Linked DNA regions of Zea mays: all the other regions are linked to region 3. A link is a contact called in public Hi-C data. All regions are on one chromosome and are shown on one strand. The core of a region is the stretch at or near the end of the contact, and the rest is flanking DNA. Distances in the headings are between cores, read along the strand shown.

Evidence for each region. Hi-C and Micro-C count contacts between places; a contact is called where the count stands out from the background.
Region 1: a Hi-C map of tassel shows a contact between it and region 3, with 5 times the contacts expected there. The contact joins the promoter of LOC100285832 here to the promoter of LOC100274173 in region 3. A contact is called at or near these places in 3 of 25 Hi-C or Micro-C datasets (ear, leaf and tassel).
Region 2: a Hi-C map of endosperm shows a contact between it and region 3, with 2.3 times the contacts expected there. The contact joins the enhancer-like site here to the promoter of LOC100274173 in region 3. A contact is called at or near these places in 3 of 25 Hi-C or Micro-C datasets (ear, endosperm and tassel).

Annotation. Positions count from the first base shown.
Region 1 is chr5:46,973,696-46,977,891 of Zm-B73-REFERENCE-NAM-5.0, forward strand. LOC100285832 (26S proteasome non-ATPase regulatory subunit 13) reads left to right here and starts at 1,660. Exons shown (of 7, transcript NM_001158722.1): 1 at 1,660-1,836; 2 at 1,965-2,188. The coding sequence starts at 2,042.
Region 2 is chr5:47,545,998-47,550,514 of Zm-B73-REFERENCE-NAM-5.0, forward strand. All of the region lies in intron 13 of LOC103626304 (protein ACTIVITY OF BC1 COMPLEX KINASE 7, chloroplastic), which reads right to left. Among protein-coding and RNA genes, the nearest start is that of LOC103626304, 43 kb to the right of the region's middle. Within about 2 kb of position 2,959, at least 1 of the 20 cell types and tissues checked has an H3K27ac peak or open chromatin away from gene starts, as enhancers often do. A contact at or near this core is called in endosperm, where this site is marked.
Region 3 is chr5:47,280,794-47,285,466 of Zm-B73-REFERENCE-NAM-5.0, forward strand. It overlaps LOC100274173, which reads left to right and starts at 1,831. Exons shown (of 20, transcript NM_001360556.1): 1 at 1,831-2,251; 2 at 2,648-2,713; 3 at 3,212-3,318; 4 at 4,621-4,673. The coding sequence starts at 2,006.

The DNA of each region.
Region 1 (4,196 bases), core at 410-2,909, 310 kb before region 3:
TTGGTGCAATGGACTCCATGGTATTTGAGGTTGCTGAATTGAATGGAGCAACAATGATTTGTCACGCTAACAGTAAAAGGAAAGGTTATTTGTTGGTTTTAAACGTTAGTAATTGCTACAAAGTACCATAATTTGTATGGAGCGCATCCAATTTTTATTGATGCTTGACTTTAGCAACCACTCCATATTTTGATCTATATTTTTTATAAGTTTGAGTTCATGTGACTTATTTTAGAAACTTGAGCTCACAAACTTCCTCTTATTTGGTCTATTTATGGTGGAATTATGTCATTCTATAATTTCTGTTCGTTCAGTCAGTCGTTGTGAACTTTCTTCTAATTGCTCCCTTCATTTGCCGTGTTGTACCAAACATATTGGATGGAGTAAACAACAACATGAGTTAGTCAAATAAAAAAAATATTATGCGGAGAGCGAAGACAATGAATAAAAAATCTTGAGATCTTTTTAGTGGATAATTTACATGAGTATTGTTGTGAGCCGTTGCAACGCACGGACAACCGACTAGTAAAACCCTAAAAACACATAATAGGTTTATATAACTAAAAATTGTTACCTGCCAACTAGCAATTGAGCGTCATGACACCTACTGCCCTGCCACAAGCGATAGGTAGGGCTGGATGAAATGCTCGTGTCTCGTTAGCTCGCTCGGTTCGTGATCAGCTCGGCTCGGATCGACTCGTTTAATTTTTTTGACGAGCTGAGCTGGCATCCGAGCTCAATTCATTAACGAGCTGGCTCGGTTTGTTAACAAGCCAGCTCACGAGCTAAACGAGCTATCACATTTCAGCAAAACAAAACTATATGCATATCATTTACGTAACAATTGATGACCATGTTATATGTATGTGTGGTATCTATGACCAATGAGTAAAACTAATGATTGATGAACTATGTATATGTGTTAAATTGTTCTATGAGAATATAAGTGTGAGTTAAACTGATAAACATGTGTGCGAATAGTGAATTGATGAGTGACGAGTTGTGTTAATTTGATGATACATTGATGTGGTCTCTGAACTATGAGTATAATTATTATTTTCTATTGTTGAGCCGCTCTGTTCTGTGTTTGGTAATCTGGAACGGAGCGGCTCTGTTTTTTGTTTGGTTGCAGAGTGAACAGAACGGAGCGTGACTGTGAGAGCGGGATGGGAACGGAGCGGCTCCGTCCGGTTGATTTTTTGGAGCAGAATGATTCCGGATCTGAGGAGAATATTCACTAATTGGAGTCATTCCGTTTTAGTTACTTTGTAACCAAACAACAACAAAACTGGGACAGAACGGCTCCGTTCTACTTGGCTCTTTAACCAAACACTACCTTAACGAGTCAGCTTGAGCTGGAATGAGCCGAGCTGGCTCGATATCAGCGATAGGTGCTGTGGCGCCTAATTCTAGAGCTATAGGGACCATTTTGTATGGATCTTCTACCATTCCTTTGTCACCAAACTAGTTGTCACGTCTGTTCAGGAGCCGCAGATATTTTTAGTAGTCAAGATATAAAATTGAAATTCCATTTTTTAAATATAAACAAGTTACTTCATGCAGCAAACCGGTCAATCGGTCGTACTTGCAACAACGTAGGGGAGAGGCCCATGGGCGGAGTTTGATTTCTTGCTGGATGGGCCGCTGCCCCACGCACGCATTTGCATTGGGCTGTCCGCAGTATGGCGTCGCCTCCGACTCGTCTTGTGTTCTCCCCGTCGCTGCGTCGCAGCCGTCGTCGGGCTTCTCCTCTTTCTTGCACTTTCAGTCGAGTCCAGACCTGCGGAATATAGATCTACCAATCGACCGACCCGGATCCTTCCCTTCCGTCTGACGGCAAGTATCACCCCCTTCCCCTCTTCTCCTGCCACACCTCCGCCAGCGCTAGGGTTTTATTTTTGCATTGCTGTTGCTGGTGGTGGTTACCTTCTTCTCTCTCTCAGTCGTCTCCCTCGCAGCTGCAGTCGTCGTAGCAGATCTTATCTCAAACCCTACCGACCAACAGCTGCTTGCTCGGGACGGGAACCGGAGTTGGATTGCGATGGCGCTGCAGTACGTGGAGGCGCAGCGGCAGGCGCGCCCGGACCTCGCCGACTGGTATGCTTCCCTCGCCGACCTCTACCAGCAGAAGCTATGGCACCAGCTCACCCTCAAGCTCGACCAATTCCTACAGCTCCAGGCCGCACAGGTTCGCTTCCTTTTCCTCCTCTCTCTCTCCCCCGCCGCCTTCCTCGTCTTAGGGTCAGTTAAGGCTTTGTAGATGGCTTCGTTCATAGGGCGGATCTCGCTGCAAACCCACTCCGCCTCCTATACTTCCCCATGCTTTAGTATGATTTAAGAGTAGCGACTGGATAATTGTTGCTAGTCTAATCATGTTGAGTTACTTATGTGGGGAAATTACATACAACTCTCCAGTATTTGGTCAATTCTTTGTTGCTCATGGTTCTTAATTCAATTCTGATATACTGTGAGCTTCACCAGTTTGTGTCTTGGACCTATAAAACATTATGCATGTTATTCGAGTATCCATCTGCAGCTCCAGTTTGCTTTAATCAAACATAATTGAATTGGATACAAAAAACTTATCAATGAGTTGTTCTGGTTATTCTCATTTGAATGGTACATTTGATATCTATCATATATTACATGAGTTTTCACTGAACCAAACTTCGATGCTGGATGTATGTGCAATTGCTGAAGAACAATGATGTCGAAGGAAAACCAGAGGAGGCTGAGTTGCTTCTTTCAATTGTTTATTGCTGTGTTTAATAAAATACCAAATCTAATTATCTATATCTCATGTACCTATTGTTTTATCAAGAGTTCCTTTGTTCTCTAGTGGGCATGCTGGTCATTCTGGTTGTTTATAAGTATGCTTCTTTCAATTGTTCATTGCCATGTTTAATAAAAGGAAAAAGTCTATATAACCCCTAATGTATTCAGGGTAATCTACTTAACCTTGGACTTATAAAACTACATAAACTTTGCAAAGCCAGGCAAATAACCCCTGTGACGGTATTGTCAAGTGGCTGTGCTTAGCTGGCATTCCAAGTTAGCTATGACACTGTGGCACATTGAACCGTCTGTCAGCCTGGCTGGCTTTATGATCATCATGTCCCGGTTGGCCTGCCCCTTTGCTACGTCTGCATGCACGCTCGGCAACTACCGCTGCTTTAAGAGCATCCAAGTGCGTGGTGCCCCCTTTCGTACACAGCCTTGCGGTGGCTGCGAACAAGCGCACTGCATACTGCCCATTCTTCAAGAATCACGGCTGCCACCACTGCCTCATCCGATCCATAGCCGCCACCACTGGCTTCCTTCCCCTGATTCTATGTTTCCCTTTCTCAGCATGCTCATGCATGCATGCAAGTTGCAACCAAGGAACTAACACACATTACTAGTTTCATGCATATTTCTGCTACCCATACGTAACCGATCTTGCCTTCAAGGGACTGGTTTGCTGCACCTATCGTTTGTGAGAAGGTAAAGTGTCACTAGAGTTTATTAATGATGATGATGACAGCAAGTGGAGGGCCGAGATTCCCACAAGCATGACTGCCAGCTGTGCCCGTGAGGACTGGTCCATCTTGCAGTTCACCATGCCGACCAGTCCACAGACAAAGGTGCCGAAGACCGAGTGCACACGCCGGTGAGCATGATAGAGAAGCAAAAGTGCAGATACCTTCGGGGGTGTAGTGGATGAACCAAAACATGCTGGGGTGCATGGCGTAGAAGCAAAAGAGCACGAAGAGCGCCCCAAAGAGGAGCACCTGTAGGGACGACAGTGCGGTGCTGCTCACCTTCGAGATGGTGAAGGCGATCATGAGCAGGATCCACGCACACATGTCGTTGACGATGCCAGTGGACATGCTGCTCTATCTGCCTGAGGTCGGTGCGAGCAGCTTGATATCGGCGAGGATGCAGGCACCGGGGATGTGGTGGAGAGCTCGATGCTGAGGTGAAGGATGGATGTCTAGTGTAAGTTCTGCGTGGCGAGGTCAGCGTCCCTCTTTGACGCTGCGCTGCGGCAGTTGTGGTGCGGTAGCTAGTGCCAGGACGTGGGGCGTCCACAAGATGACACGAGTGCGAGCGATGGGGACAGCAGCAGCGTGTGCACACCACCCGGTTGGCGGCGGCGGTGTGGGCTGATAGGTGGGACTTGACACCATGCCATTGAAACGAGCCAGTGTGGAGTT
Region 2 (4,517 bases), core at 1,709-4,208, 270 kb after region 3:
AGGTGCTGTTTGAGTTTTTGTTGGTCTGGGATTTACTCCAAGAGGTGCATCTGCATCCTAATGTTGAGGACCAGCATCGGTGGTTGCCATCCTCCTCGGGGTTGTATTCAGCCAACTCTGCTTATATGCGCTTCCATGGTGGTGCAACAACCTTTGAGCCTGCTAAAAGAATCTGGAAGACTTGGGCCCCCCGCGCTGCAAGTATTTCATTTGGCTTGCATCTCTCAACCGATGTTGGACGGCTGATCGACTGGCACGTCATGGAATGGAGCATCCAGATAGTTGTCCCTTGTGTGATCAGCAGGACGAGACAGTGCATCACATGCTGGTGGCTTGTGTCTTTACGAAGGAAGTATGGTTTAGAACGCTAAGCAGGTTGGGTTTGCAACATCTTGCTCCTACGTCTGATGCTACAGGGTTTCAAGATTGGTGGAGTGAGGCAGAAAGACTGGTGTCTAAGCATAAGAAAAAAGGTTTCAACTCTTTTGTAATTTTAGTAGCTTGGCAGATTTGGAAGCATAGAAATGCGTGTGTGTTTGACAATGGTTCCCCAAACATTCACGCAATTTTGTTGTCCATCCATGATGAGGCCTTGTTATGGGGTCTTGGTGGGGCTGCTGCTCTTAGGCAGGTTTGGCTGTAGTTTGTTTTTGGTTTTTATTTCCTAGGGTGCTTTCTTGGCACCTTTGTACTGGGTCTTTTCTAGACCTTTTTTCTTAACTTCTTAATATATTGATACGTGGTTCTCCCACGTGTTCGAGAAAAAAAAACAATCACGACTACGGGGGATGTTAGTTCATTGACTTCTATAGTCTGATCATCTATAATGCTTCCGCTATGACTGCATTTGGTAGTTTAAATATTGAGAAGTTCTAGAAGCCTAGAAGAGAGGAGCTTATAGTGATCAAAGAAATTCTTAGGATCTTTGGGGTGGCATCAAGTCTGATTACTAATCTCAACAAATGCAGTTTAACCCCCATTCAGTGTGAGGACCAGGACTTGACTGTTGCACAAAACTTTCTGCCGTGTAGTGTGGTGAATTTTCCTTATAGAGGCTTCCTCTTGCTGTTAAGAAACTCCCTAGGAGTGCTTTTATGGATCTTATGGATAAGGTATCAGCTGCCTGCATGAAAAGCTGCAGAACTTCACCCGGCTGGAAGGGTCGCCTTGGTCAAATCGGTGCTCACAGCCATTCGTATTTATCACCTTATAGCTCTTCATTGCCCCAAGTGGGTTTTCAAGGCTATTGATAAAGTGAGAAGAGGATTCGTGTGGAAAGGAAGAACAAATATAAATGGGGGGCATTGTTCAGTGGCTTGGACTAGGGTATGTCGGCCTCTTTCTCTAGGAGGTCTAGGCATTCATAACTTGGAAACTTTGGGCTGGGCATTAAATATGCAATGGCTTTGGCTTAAGAAGACTCAACCGGACGGACCATGGTCTGAATTTGATATCAAAACACACACAAATGCTGCAGCTCTATTTGCAAGTTCAGTTTGTTCCATTATTGGCAATGGGGCCACTACTTTATTCTGGTCGGATCGCTGGCTATATGGGATCTGTGTCGCAAGTAGCTCCATCTCTAATATGACGTATCCCTGAAAAAGTTCAGAAAAAAAAAACAGTTCAGGAAGCCATGTTGGACAACAGATGGGTCCAAGATATTTCTGGCAGTCTACCAGCACAGGTTATTTTGGAATTTCTCAGTCTGGGATTTAATCCAAGAAGTTCAACTCCAACCTGGGGTCCCGGATCAGCATCATTGGCTGTTCACACCTTCTGGGGAGTACACTGTACACTGCAAAATCTGCATATGATCGCTTTCTCGCTGGGTCAATCTCCTTCGAGCCTGCCCAAAGGATTTGGAAGAGCTAGGCACCTCCGCGTTGCAAATTCTTCATATGGATGGCCTCTCTCAATAGATGCGGGACTGCAGATCGTCTAGCTCCAAGAGGCATAGATCATCCTGAGAAATGCCTTCTTTGCAACCAAGTGCAAGAAACCATTCAGCACATTCTGGTTTCTTGTGTATTTGCTAGGGATGTCTGGTTCAAGGTTTTGGGCAGAATAGGCCTACAACATCTAGCGCCCAAAGCTGGTGATAAGGTGTTTCAGGACTGGTGGCAACAAGCTGAAGGAAGGGTATTGAAAACTCACAAAAAAAGGTTTTAACTCTACAGTGATCTTGGTGACCTGGTGGATTTTGAAGCATAGGAACGCATGTGTGTTTGATGTGGCCTCCCCAAATATTTCCACGCTAATGCACAACATTTAGGAAGATGCTAATTTATGGGGCATGGCTGGAGCATCTTCCCTTAGAAGATTGTGGCTGCATTTTTTAGGAAGGTTGCTTGTGATGGGCCCTAGCCCTCACTCCTCTCTTCCATGTTTTCTTTGTCTTTAGTTTTATTTTATTCTGTTTTTCTTAGGCTGCGCGCCTTGTATTCGGTCTATTTCAGACCTTTTTTTCTTAATATAATGATACGCGGTTATCCTGCATGTTAGAGAAAAAAAATATTGTGTCTTGTAGATATTGTGTCTCGTAAACTGCCATATGTATCTGAGTTGTCTTATCTCCTAAGTCATATACTTTATATAAACCGTCTAATGACTTAATACATACACCAATCTAATTACACTAATCCTATCTGAGTTTTCTTATCTCCTAAGTCTAATGACTTCAATAACAAAAATCTTTTTCAGTGGCTGTTCTGCAGAGCTCGTGGAGCAGCTCATGCTCATTCCTGTTAGAACTGTATTAGGGTTTAGTCTCGTCCCTCTGTAATGGGCCTAGGCCTAGATACTCATAGTATAAATACATCTCCCAACCTAGCTAGGGTTAGGGTTTCCTATTCTAACTTGGTACCAAAGCTAGGTTTAGATTTTTTCTCTTTTCCAGCCTTCCCTGGCCGCCAGCCGCCTCCTAGCCGCCAGCCACCACCTCAGCCGCCGGTGGCCGCTCCTCACTTCCACCGCCCGCCCTCTCCGCACCGGCCACCGTCAGCCCCGCCCTCCCCTGCTTTGGCTGCGCCCGCCCTCCCCTGCTTCGGTCGCGCCCAGCCCGTCGAGCGCGTCATCCTCGCGCTCAAGCGCCGCCTGCGGATCGAGGCCGGCGTCAGCCGCGTCGAGGAGATCGAGGAGCCCCTCGGGCCCGCGCTCGCCCTCGCCTACGCCGACGACCCCGAGTACAGCGTCGGCGGGGACGCCGCTCCCTTCCTCTGCCTCGGCGGCTTCGGAAACACGTGCGCTGTCTACGAGTACGGGCTCGAGGACGACGGTGGCGGCTTCGTGCTGGAGCTCGACGAGACACGGTTCGACTTTGGGACCAGGTACGAGCTCGAGTGCGAGACTGCGGAGCCTGACCGGGTCAAGGAGGTGCTAGAGCGACTGCTCACGGTGGCCGGCGTGCCCTACGAGTACTGTGGGAGCAGCAAGTTCGCCTGCTTTATGTCAGGGAAGCTGCGTCCTTGACTAGGCATAGCTTGCGGCCGCCCCATGGATCCCAGCAGCGCTGCCGCCTCTGCTGCCCTATGGGCCGCCAGCGCCGCCGCCACCATGGCCGCGCCCCTCGACGTCGTCGCTGCTGCCATCGGCGCCCGCACCACCGGCCACATCACGCTCAGCGCCACCGCGGCCGCCACTTCTGCCTCCTCAGCAAGCGCACGTGCGGTTGGACTTCCGTCGGCCGCTGGTCCCCAGCCGCCCTTCTCCCTGCCGCGAGTGCTCCCCGCCGCGGCCTCCTCTTCCCCAGCCGTCGGGCGCCGTCGGCCCCTGCTCCCAGCCGCGCCGCCCGACCCGATCCCGGTGGTTGCGCGCGCCCTTCTTGACGGCCCTCCTCGCTACTCACGTAGTTGCGCTACTCCTACCAGTGTTGTCTCCACCCTCACCGATTCCATGGCATCACCCCCGCCATACATGAGCTTTACCTCGCCCGTGGGTGCCCTCCTCCACGACGACCAACTCATCCAGGGCATGTTCGTGTCCTTCGATCCAGCCTGGAACCCTATTCTCCGGGACTGCGTCGAGCTCCACCCTCAGGCGGGCCGTCATGTGCCTGGACCGCTTGTCTTCCCACGTGTTGTGATCGCCTACCTAGCGGTCGAGCCCGTGTCATCTCCCTCCCTTCCTAGTGCCTCTATCGGGGCATCTTCTTTGGCCCTCTCCGCTCACATCGTACCTTCGCCGCCAACACCTCCCCCTCCCACCACCGATTGGGTGGTCGACTCTGGCGCCTCCTTCCACACTACCCCTACTGTTAGCTCGTTATCTCACTCCCATCTTCCACACCCTCACTCTATCGTCGTGGGCAACGGTTCGCTCTCCCGGTCACCTCAGTCGGTGCATCGGTTCTTCCGGGACCATTCCACCTCAATGACATCCTTGTTGCTCCTGGTCTGACTCATCCCCTTCTCTCTGTTCGTCGCTTCACTAGTGACAACCACTGTTCGATGGAGTTCGATCCCTGGGGGCTCACCACATGCCACCTTCCCTCGTGTGCCATGCTCGCTCGCTATGAC
Region 3 (4,673 bases), core at 581-3,080:
ACCTAGTGCGCTCCAATTTGGAGGGTCCCATTTGTCATTGACTGTTGCTATTCTAGCAAAGGGAAGGTGTTTTTTCGGACCTTCGGCTTAAGGCCTTCGTCCATGTCGCAGTCTGAATTTGTTAACAGATTAATACTGCGAGGGGCTACTGTTGGGGGCCTTCGTCCTTCGAAGGTCCTCAAAAACATAATTTAACAATGTCTTCCAAGTATGGTTTATGGACAGGTATCTTCGGATTCATGATGAAAGCAGACATGATATGGAGCTTGATTGTGACGAAGGTTGACGCAGCGCTGAAGCTACACGGAAGGGGGCTTCGGCATGGCAGCTGGAAAGAGAACCGACTTAAAAGGGAAAAGACTACTTAAACCTCAATGAATTACTTTAGAATCATTAGCAAATGTAAGTGGTACGAATGTAATTTCATAAGGGCTGCGTCCCGTGCCTATAAATAAATGAACAGTACTCCCGTACTGTTCAGGCGGACTGGTCATTTGCTTTTTGCGTCACGCTTGTACCTTTACTTTCTGTCAAGCCGAAGGTACTAAATATAATTCAATATTGTTCTTATATTGATTTACGATTATATACTGAGAAATATATATATATATATATATATATATATATATATATATATATATATATATATATATGATGATGTTATTGTTCATATTGTTTCTTATGCTTTACATGTTTCATTCGTTGTTAATAATCATATATATATATATATGTATATGTCGAGATGATGAAGGTATGTCTTTCGTAACCTTCGTCCGAAGATCATTATATTCTTGGAAAAATAATGCTTCGAAGGACGAAGGACATTAATATTGAACATTTTTATATTGTCTTGTTCTTAACTCATAGCATTTGAGAAAATCCCTAATAATGATGGACTACATTATTTCTAAAACTAAACACTCCATTAGTGTTCAACGACGGGCAATATTTGGTGGGCTAATTTTTTCTTACTGCCAAACTAAGCCTAAATGTGTGGGATTCACAAGGTATATGACCTTACTATTATCACACCGATATTTAGAAATCCGGCTTTACGAAACTAGATAGCTTAGCCCATATAAGTAAATTCATATAATAATAATAATAATAATAATAACCTCTATATTTCCTTAGTCCTTAGCTCGTATAAGGGGGTGTTTGAATGCACTAAAACTAATAGTTAGTCACTAAAATTAGTTGAGACATCCAAACACCCCTAGCTAATAGTTCAACTATTAGCTATTTTTAGTAAATTAGTTAATAGTTAGGTAGTTATTTGTTAGCTAGCTAATTCCACTAATAATTTTTAGCCAACTAACTATTAGTTTTAGGGCATGTTTGGTTTGTGCCTAAATATGCCACACTTTGCCTAAGGTTAGTCGTTTGAATTGAATAACTAACCTTAGGTAGAAAAGTTAGGCAAAATGTGACAATTGAGGTAACAAACCAAACATGCCCTTAGTGCATTCAAACACCTACTAAGTATGTATCTCTCTAAGGGGGTGTTTGAATGCACTACAACTAATAGTTAGTTGGCTAAAATTTGTTAGTGGAATTAGCTAGCTAATAAATAACTACCTAACTATTAACTAATTTACCAAAAATAGCTAATAGTTGAACTATTAGTGCATTCAAACACCCCCTAAGTTTAGCCTATCCCTTTTTTAAAGAAAAAATAGCCCATTAGACAGGGAATCGCAAGCGTGGAGGATATTCGGGCCTTGTGACTGACTAAAGAAGCCGGCCCAGCAGCAACGATGGTTTGCACTATGCATTGTTGGTTGCGTTGCGTCCATGGCCTCTCTTCTGCACCCATTCTTCGATTTCGATCTCACCGAGGCCGACGGAGCAGACGACTAGGAGTCCACTATTCCCGAGAAGAATCCAGGAGAGGAGAGGAGCTAAGCAGCAGCTGCTGTAGCTGCGTTTGGTGGATCGAATCGGTCGTCGTCTGGTGCTGTGTTTTTGCTACTGAGGAGAGGGAGGGATCTGAGGGAGGGGGGTGATGTCGTCGTCCTCTTCCTCGTCGGTGGTATACGAGGGGTGGATGATCCGTTACGGTCGGCGCAAGATCGGTAGGTCCTTCGTCCACACCCGCTACTTCGTGCTGGAGCCACGGATGCTGTCCTACTACAAGCGCAAGCCGCAGCACAAGGCCGACAAGGTCGGGGGAAAGCTCCCCATCAAGTCCCTTCACATCGATGGCAACTGCAGGGTCGAGGACAGGGGGCTCAAGATGCACCATGGACATGTACAACTGTTTTCCTCTCTCTCATCTCTTTTTGGTGTTCTTCTTCCTTTTTGTTATCATAATTCTGCGATGACTGGGAGTCTGGGACGATGATTTCGTTCGGGCATTACTTCTCCTGCTGCAGATGCTTTATGTCTTATGCGTCTATAACAAAAGGGAGAAGCACAACCGCATCACGGTAAATCAATGATGTATTCATTCGGAGCAACTTCACTTTGTTTAGTGCATTCAACAGTAGATTACTGGATTTCAAACTGCTTTGTATCGCTGCTAAGTTTTTTTCCCATCTCATCTCTTTTGCGCTAAATGTTATGATAAAGGTCATTGGATTTTCATCCTACGGCTTCAGTTAAATATCACTCATTTTGCTCAATTCCTATTTGTGGCATGTATCAGATGGCGGCATTCAACATACAGGAAGCTCTAATTTGGAAGGAGAAAATTGAGATGGTAATCGATCAGGTTCGACATGTGGAGACCCTAAGCTGTGCCAATTCTGTTAATCATATCGCAAAGTACCACTAGAACATGAAAGTGATTATGAATAGGGATGCAAATGGATGCCTCCTAAGGGTCTTGACCGACCCTCTTTAGTCACTACTACAAAATCTGGTCACATTTTTGAAAGCTAGTACTCATAATTGAAGTAAAAAGGGTCGTTGCAGACATGGACGGAGCCAGCGGTGCGTCTCGAGCCCCCCCCCCCCCCCCCCCCCCCCCCTACCGCTGTCGAGTTCATTGAGCCCCACTAGAGCCTCCCCTAAAATTTAAAGTGTACACGGTATAACATGGAAGGGGTTAATATACTGTAGCAATTTAGTTCAGTCCCTCCTAATTTTTTTTTCTGGCTCCGTCCCTGGTTGGAGACCCTTAGGGACAGCAATTCACACCCCTGATTATGAATCTAAGTAATAGCAATTTTTCGTATGGTTTACACTTGTTTCTTTTTGAATGGTGCAGCGACAAGGAGTAGCGTTGAGTGATGGGAACAAGGCCTTTAGCACATCGCAGCAAGAGGCTAGCTTAGAAAATGGAAGGAAATCTTCTTCATCTGACCACGAAAGTCAGTAAGTAGCTGACTTTCATGGCTCTGTTGCCAGTTATGCTTCTATTTTCACTTTTACGGTTCTACCATATTGCACTTTAATGTTGCTGTCAGGGCCTAAGGAGGCCCATGGAGGGGCTGCGGCAGCAGCAGCCATGGGCCCTCCGGGGGGGATTAGATAAGGATAGTTAGAGATAAGATTAGAAGATTAGTTGAGATTATTTAGGAGATTAGTTGAGATTATCTAGGAAGGTCATCAGTTAGTAGTTGTTGAGAGTTTTTAGGAGAGTTTTAAGGAGATAAGGATCTCTAACTACATAGGGGCAGCCAGCTGGCCTATTTATGTAATCAATGAGTGAGAAATAAAGTAGGCAATTATTAGAAGGGAGAAACCCTTCTTCTGCTCGGCCATGGGCAGAGGCCCCCGGCCGACGTTCCTGTCCATCGATACCCCTCTCTAATCCCTCGATCTAGCAACCATAACAGTTGCGTTTGTTTCTATGCTGAACCCTTCACCATCAGCAGCTAAAGCATTTTTTGATACCCTTCTCTGCTAACACATTACTTGTACCAGTTTGGCAATGCTTTGGTCACATCTCTCATCTTTCTTATTTGGGCTCTAAACAGCTAGTATTTCTGAAAACATCACATTGACAGGATGATTGTTCTTGTTTAGATGATATTCTTCTGAGATGCTACTTTGTGATATAAACATTAAACCTTTTATGGTCTTAAATAAGTAACACTGAGTAAGTGTGTGCCTCAACTCATCTAGAAAATTGGTCGCTTGGGAGATTTGGAAGCACCGTAATGCTTGTGTGTTTGAGGGGGTTGTGCCCTGCACCCAGCGAGTTCAGAGTGCTGTGATTGAGGAGGTCAGCGTTTGGTGCTTGGCTGGTGCATCAGCTCTGCAGGACCTCCTCCTGCGCCAGCTCCCTAGGGGACCCTAGCAGTTTGCCTGCTGGTGGTCGTTTTGGTCGGGTTGTTGCTCTGTGTGCGTGGCGCGTTGTGTTAATGTCAGGGCCTCAGGGGGGTCTCGGCCTAGGGGCTTTTGTATTACGGGTTGACAAGTCTTGTCTCTCCTATGTTTTTTTTCTTCTTAATATAATGACACGTGACGCAGCTCTCCTGCGTTTGTTCAAAAAAAAAGAAGGAAAATTGTCTCTAGTCTGTTGAATGCATTTTAACTCAAGTTTGTGTATACTCGACAAACCTCAAACTCTACTAGTGTTTGAGTGTAATTTTATTTTTGTCTGTTGCATGGTAATATGCAGAATTATGGACTTCTACCAAAATAATATGTGCCCATATTCTCTAATGGTAGGTACAGTCATGAAGAGGAAGATGAAGAGGAAAATCAGCGATCATTGCTAAGGA